Regions from separate parts of the Callithrix jacchus genome. Here region 1 is linked to region 2. The links are chromatin contacts, called in public Hi-C maps. All regions are on one chromosome and are shown on one strand. Each heading gives the region's core, a stretch centred on a gene start, on an enhancer-like site or on the middle of the called end of the contact. The rest is flanking DNA. Distances are from core to core; before and after follow the strand shown. Region 1 overlaps LOC118147844 (a long non-coding RNA gene). Region 2 overlaps KLHL6 (kelch like family member 6).

Region 1 (3,653 bases), core at 405-2,904, 94 kb after region 2:
GGAGTTTCGCTCTTGTTACTCAGGCTGGAGTGCAATGGCGTGATCTCGGCTCACGGCAACCTCCGCCTCCTGGGTTCAGGCAATTCTCCTGCCTCAGCCTCCAGAGTAGCTGGGATTACAGGCACGCGCCACCATGCCCAGCTAATTTTTTTTGCATTTTTTGTAGAGACGGGGTTTCACCATGTTGACCAGGATGGCCTCGATCTCTTGACCTTGTGATCCCCCTGCCTCGGCCTCCCAAAGTGCTGGGATTACAGGCGTGAGCCACCGCGCCCGGCCCTGTCTTGGTACTTTTAAAACTCCCAAGGAGATACTGATATATGTCTAGGATTGAGAACTACTTGGAGGTCCTCTAAGCCCTTGCTAGGCAAGTCTGACCAGCAGCAACAGCATTATCTCCGATGCGGAGGGAGTCTCAGGACACATCCCAGACCTACTGAATCAGAATCTGCATTTTAACAAAGCCCAGTAATTTGAGTGTATGTTACAACTTGAGAAGCCGTGACCTAGTCACTATTTCATTTGACAGATGGGGTTCAGAGAGGCTGAGTGATTTCAGGGGTCATGCTGTTAACTGGAGGCTCAAGTAGGACTGGAGCCCGGATCTCTCGGCTGCTATTGCCATCACATTATTATTGTTCAAATTCAGCCAGTGGTCAGATATTCCTCAAAATGTTGTCGTCTTTCTCAGGTTTATCACAGCTCTCTCTGATTTCCTCTGTTCACACACACACACACACACACACACACACACACAAAATCACATTTAAAAAACATTTAAGGTTTTATTTTCTGCTGGTAGACAACAAAAGGATTAGATGGCATGACGAAAAATATTTGAGAAGGGCATCACAGATAGATATAAAGAAAAGATGGAAGACAGATAGCAAAGCCATCGCCGCCTGATTTGTGGATCAGAAGGTTGCAGGGCTGTAGCTGATCTTGATAAAGAGATCGGAGACTGTCTAAAATCGAGCAACTGTGCCTCTGTGACAGCCCAGAGCTCAGCGTGGGTGAGACACCAAAGCCTTCATCTTGGACCTGAGAAAAGCAACTAAAACGTCGGGGTGGTTGTTTATAGGCTTGCAAATTTCATAGTTACGTTTGGGGTGAGAACAGTCCACACTTTGTTATCACAGATCATGGAAATAAAACCAAAAAAAAAATCAGGCCGGGCGTGGTGGCTCACACCTGTAATCCCAGCATTTTGGGAGGCGGAGGCGGGTAGATCATGAAGTCAAGAGATTGAGACCATCCTGGCCAATATGGTGAAACCATGTCTCTACTAAATATACAAAAATTAGCTGGGCATGGTAGCATGTGCCTGTAGTCCCAGCTACTCAGGAGGCTGAGGCAGGAGAATTGCTTGAACCCGGGAGGCGGAGGTTGCAGTGAGTCAAGATTGCGCCACTGCACTCCAGCTTGGGAGACAGAGTGAGACTCCGTCTGAAAAAAAAAAAAAATCCTACAGATCCACAGAAGAGAGTTTTGCAGTTAGAGCAGCAGACTATGTCAGGAATTGGATCAGTCCTACACTGCCACAGCCCTACGAAACTGAGGGAGTCCCCTGCCACCAGGTTCCAGGCTCAACCTTCCAGCTGTGCCCTATGCAGCTACTTTAAACCCTCACATCCGTCCCCAGATCACACCAGCCCCACAGGGAAGGAAACCCCTCACAGATCGGCTGTCCACAGCCTTCCTGTGGAACCAGCCCCTGTGGCCATTCCTCACACTTTCTTCATTCTGCTTATGCTGCTTGTTCTGGGGGTGATTTCAGCTCCCCACCCTGGCCACGTGGCATCAGGTTGCTTCAAGCGAACAGCCCTCCCCCATCTGACCTGACTGTGATCCTTGTACCCTGGCTCCACTCCTGCAAGTAGAACTATCTCCAGTCCTGAGAATGGCACCGGGCCACCTGGAATGCTTAGTCCCAGGCCCAGGAGCACTCATTCCTCCCTGAGTCCCTCATCCCACCTTCTTAACACCATGGAGGCACATTCCCAGTATTACTGGACCCACAGGCTGCTAAAAGAAGAGACTTCAGCCTTGTTGCCTGAGACCTGACTAATGACATAGCGCTGACCCCAGTCACTCCCCGCCCTGAAGCCTTTGCTGGGGTATTTTTCTAGCACATTAATGCAGTTTGTAATTTCTTGGCTCTGGTTCTCAGGAGAGGCAGAATGAGTGGTGTTTTTGGTTCACTGCCGGATGAGGGTGATTCACATCCAAGGCCACTTTCCTTATGTGATAAACACTGCTCCTCCGGCCTTCTCTGGCAATGGTGAACTCAGATAGAAGAAAACTCTTCTGCGAATGGCAAAGATTGCAGAAGAGTAATTCTCTGCCACTCCAAGGGGATATGCTATCAGGGAAAACACCCCTCTGCAAAGACATGCAGAATCTATCTTCCAGCTCCCCTGGAGGCCTGCTCTCATCAAGCCAGCTGGAAGCCAGGCCCAGCTTGGGGCTGCACCAGAGAAGGAGGCAGCAGCTGTTACTGAATAATTAAAGTTAGGCCAAGGACAGACAAGTCCAGGAGGCTGATGTGAGAATCAGTCAGGGTCAAGCAGGACATGAATCAGCTCAGGCCTGTAAAAGACCATTAGCTGTCAACAGCAGATGGGAACAGCCTGGCTAAGCACTGTCCAAAGGTAAGAGAACGCTAACCGCAGGGACAGAACAAGGCTTCCCTCATAGAGCACCAACACCAGATCCCCTGTCTCACTCCCTCTTGGCTTCGACTGAAGGCTCTTTTGGGGATACTGAAGAACCCCTGTGTCTCTTGTTATCTGATGATTTCAGTTACAGGAAACTCTTTTTCCTAGTTTGGGACATAATGAATGGATCAATGGCTGACTTAATGAATAAGAGAGGGAAGTAGAAACAGGTATACTCGATGGGTAGGACCACAGGTGTACTCTATGGATAGAACCAATAGCAAATATTTCAAGGACAGTCGGACTGAGTTTCGGGAATGCCCCAGGCTAGGGGTATGACCTTCATGGACTTCATGGGCCAAGGCAACAGTGAGAACAGCAACCATTTGTTAGAGGGTTCCGCCACGGTCAAGCATTGCGTTCTATGCTGTGTTAGGATTCTTGCTGCATTGAGTCACAAAACCCAACTCAAATTGACACGTTGGATATCAACCTTGACCAAAATTCACTTGAAATTAAACTTTTTGTTTTAAACTATTTGGTTTCTTTACAAGGCTCAAATCCTCTAAGGTTTACAGAGACAGGAAGAGAAAGGTAAGGCAGAATTTGCATTTTATTATGCCTGTGAAGTGTCTTAGCATGCTGAGCTGACAGTCAAAGATCTGCCACCATAATGATCATTCCACTATTTGTTGGGTCCTTTCCACATATCAAACCACAGAACCCAAACAACTTTGCAAAAGGGTAATTTTGTCATAGATGGAGATTAAGGTTCAGAGAGGTTAAACAAATTTCCCGAGATCATTAAGCCATATGTGACAGAGATTAAATCTGAGCCCAGGTGTCTCTGACCCCCAAAGCCCATGTGTTTTCCACCATAGCACATTGATCAAATGGTCATTGGCATCTATTGCTATTTGCAATTTGAATTTGCTTGTGAAGGAGGGAATGTGGGCTATAAACGTGCTCTGATATCCCCAGATCTCTCATTGCTTC
Region 2 (3,545 bases), core at 450-2,949:
ACATGACATTATCACTTAGACCCAGTGGGGTAATTGGAAGGCTCAGCAGCAAAGTTAAGGTCAGAATTCCGCTGGACTCACAGCTGGTGCTCTGGCAGTCAGATCCGGAGCCCAAGATCACCCCAGAATACCCCCCAACCAGTGAGGGAGCTGGGCCTGTGCTTCCCAAGGTTTCCACCAAGAACTCTTAAGGCAGAACAGCTACCTCTGGGGAGGCCCAGAGGGAAAGGTCTGAAGCTATTCCTGGAACCCCAGATTTCTTTAAAACCTCAATTTTCCTTTTCGGATACATAGGACTCTTGCATTGCAACCAAAGCAAACTAAATTGATGACAAGGTTTCCAGTGGTCAGAGGGAAGTCTCATACCCCAAGTTACGTGTGTCCCAATTTGAGAAGCACAGACGAGGGAGGGCTTCAGAGACAACACAGGAGCCATGGTGGAGGTGAGCTGAGAGGCAGACCCAAGATCAAAAGCCTAGATGGGGTCTCCAGTAAGAAGAGGTGAGGCCGGACAAGAGGAGAGTCACACAGTTTGCATATAGGTTGGTGAAAGCTTGCTCAGCCAGGCAATGCATCGTTAGGGAGGGAAACGCTGTCTACTCTGTGACATTTTAGAAATCAAGCCTGGTGAATGTTAACCTATGAACTTACCTAAAACCCCTTGAACCGACTGAACTGATTTAAATTTCTGTTCTCTAAATTAATTTTTATTCAGACACGACTTATTTATATACACCAAAAACAGCAAAAAAAAAAAAAATCACCTTGTGATTGTATAGAGCACATTTTCAGCCATTCTGTGCATATTTTATTGAATAAATAAAAACTTTATTGGGTTGGTTTTTAAAACCTATAAACAATATAGTTTCTTCTTTGATCACCTAAAATACACAACTTTATGTAACTTTATGTAACCAAAATGCTTAAAGGATTTTGTTCACTGAGTGTTGACTATTTATGCCGCTACATATGAAAATCTGACCTGTCAAAACTGGTTTTGCAGTAGCCATATTTGGATATGTGTGGATTTCTATAAAGATTGTCTCTTAAAATTACGAGATGTAATATAACACCTAGATACCAAGGGAAAAAATGAGTTTGCAAACCCACGTTGGGACTTACACAAGAAATCCCTGTGGTGTTTACAAAGTTTAAAATTCTATTGAGTACATTTATTTTTCAAAATAAAACAGGCTAAGTAAATAACAACAGTACCTCAACAACTTCTATAAACAGCTAAGCTATACTTTACAGCTATAAGAACATGATATTTGTATTTCCCTGAGTGCATAGTTTGCTTTGAGTTCAAGGGCATGGTGTATGTGTGTGTTTCCTGAAGCCACTGAGATCAGAATAGATGAAAGCTAAGAACATGAACCTGTTGGTGTTGTGATGAGCTTAGCTCCCTGCTGTTTTAGATTAGCCTTGGCAACCAGGGTCCCTTCACCTCATCTACAGATTCTGCTCCACCACAACTCTGGGCCACCTTCTCTCTAGGACAGGAGACCCAGCTGAGCAGCTCAGAGGCCCCACAGCAAGTGGGCCCAAATGCTGAGCCTGCTCCAACTTGTGCCTCTGCTCTAAAAAGTGGATTCCTTCCTTATTTCCTTGCCTGGAATTCTCCCTTACCCTTCTTGGGACTAGAGTCAAGTTCACAAACTCCAGGGCCCCTCATATCATCCTTGGAACCTGACCTCCTCCTACCCCATCTGTGTCTTCCCAGCCTGGGGCGCTCGATCCACTCCTAGGATCTGCCTTATCCAGCCTGCTGTGCTGGAACACCCTGCCACGTCCTGCCCGAGTCTGAGGGCTCTCTGTCTCTGGGTTAATTCCCAGCTTGGCTTTCCCCCAACTGACGGTGTGGGTGATAACAGTTACCTTCCTGCAAATGTGTTTGTCTTTATTTCTTGGAATGGATTTCAGATTTTAGAAGCTCTCATCCCTGGCAAGTGCCTAGAAACCAAAACCCTGATGACTATACTTAAGTTTCCCCCAAATGACTTGAACTTACTTTCTCTAAGAGCTACAGACTGGCTTTGAGTTCAAGGGCAGCTTCAAGTACAGAACCCTGTAAATAGGTGTGTCTGTTCCCTACCCCATGCCATCATTAGGAATCCCTATTGCTTGGTGCCAGCTACATGAAATTTTCCGCAATTCACCTGCATATCTGGTGCCATAAGAAATCATAAAAACTGCTTCCATGATTCATGTAGGTATTCTGAAGTAGTCCAAAAACTTGGGTCCTACATTTACAATCAGGTTTAGAGCACAGAAATTCCAAATCCTCACTTTCCCAGTATAGGAGTGACCTGAACTGACCTAACTCAGTATAGGGTTGACCTGTTGATGGGCTCGAAGTTTGCCAATCGGTCTTATCGAAGGCCTGCCAGCCGCTCCCTGACAAGGAGCGCGCTCTTTTTGAGGGGAGGCTCGCTGTGTGTGCCAATACCGCCATCTCCAGAAGTTCCTCCCTGCAGTAGTGTTTGGAGCAACACTGATTTTTTTCCTGTAGTTCACAAATGGTTCTGGTGGCGACCTTGGAAAGACAAACATGTAAGCAGTGGCCACTGGTTGACTTTCCTGCACTGCTTACCACCTTGACCCTTTGAGGCAATCGAGACTTGGATCCAGCCTCATAACTTCATATGACCTAATTTTAGCTAACTTGAAGAAAAGAAAAACAAGAATATAACTAGTGGCCTATTTTTCCGTATTAGTGACTAGCATGGAGATTTGATATTCACTGGTGTCCTCAAGGCTTGAAAAACATGAAGAACTCCATGAATGTTTGCTGAACTGACCTAGATGACATTGCTTGCATTGGCAGCTGTGATGGTTATTACAGTGCTCATGAGTAAGTGATAGTTTGTCCTAAATTTCCACAAGTATGCTTATATTGCTCTGTCTTACTTTTCACAGCAGAGAGCTGAACTGTCATGCCTTTAAGGCAAGAGCCTTTCACACACCAATACACATTTATATTTATCTTCAACAATCTGGCATAAACAGAAATCTCACCTCTAAGTTTCCAGGGGTTTAAAATCTGTTTCAGATACTAGCTTCTAACCGTGACTTTTTAATGAAAATTAAATTCACTGTCAACTCCAATACTCTAACTTCCCAAACTGCTGAGAGGATCAGGCCGCTCTGGCTATGAAATAAACTCTATAAAGAGAACTGAAATCATAGGTGAAAATAAAGTCCACTGGGTAATGCAGGCACTATGTCGCTATCATTGTTGCTTTTTAAATACAGCATATGAAACAGGATCTCTTAACTTGTTTCTCCAGCTTGGGGATTAGAAGGAATTTCCAGTGAGCTCATTTCAGAGCTCTAACTCTTACAGTGAAGGACAGATTCTGTTCTTTTAAGTCACAGCTGAGCTACACTAATTAAAAAACCAAGTAGAAGTGCTTTTTAAAAAGTCCTGAAAACTAAGGTTTCAGGAGGATGGGGTATCAGGACACGGGTCTCAATCACTGTCTAAAAACCAGCAAGTTCATCCGTCATTCCTGCGGAGGCCAGCTGTGTTCAGGTGTGTACTT

The links. Hi-C and Micro-C count contacts between places; a contact is called where the count stands out from the background.
Region 1: a contact with region 2 is called in a Hi-C map of skeletal muscle, with 4 times the contacts expected there. The contact joins two enhancer-like sites. A contact is called at or near these places in 2 of 3 Hi-C or Micro-C datasets (both in skeletal muscle).

Annotation. Positions count from the first base shown.
Region 1 is chr15:12,638,992-12,642,644 of calJac240_pri, forward strand. All of the region lies in intron 5 of LOC118147844 (a long non-coding RNA gene), which reads left to right. Among named protein-coding and RNA genes, the nearest start is that of KLHL24, 29 kb to the right of the region's middle. Within about 2 kb of position 1,655, at least 2 of the 16 cell types and tissues checked have an H3K27ac peak or open chromatin away from gene starts, as enhancers often do. A contact at or near this core is called in skeletal muscle, where this site is marked.
Region 2 is chr15:12,544,857-12,548,401 of calJac240_pri, forward strand. It overlaps KLHL6 (kelch like family member 6), which reads right to left. Exons shown (of 7, transcript XM_078350247.1): 7 at 1-3,545. All of the region lies in intron 4 of LOC118147844 (a long non-coding RNA gene), which reads left to right. Among named protein-coding and RNA genes, the nearest start is that of MCF2L2, 43 kb to the left of the region's middle. Within about 2 kb of position 1,700, at least 1 of the 16 cell types and tissues checked has an H3K27ac peak or open chromatin away from gene starts, as enhancers often do. A contact at or near this core is called in skeletal muscle, where this site is marked.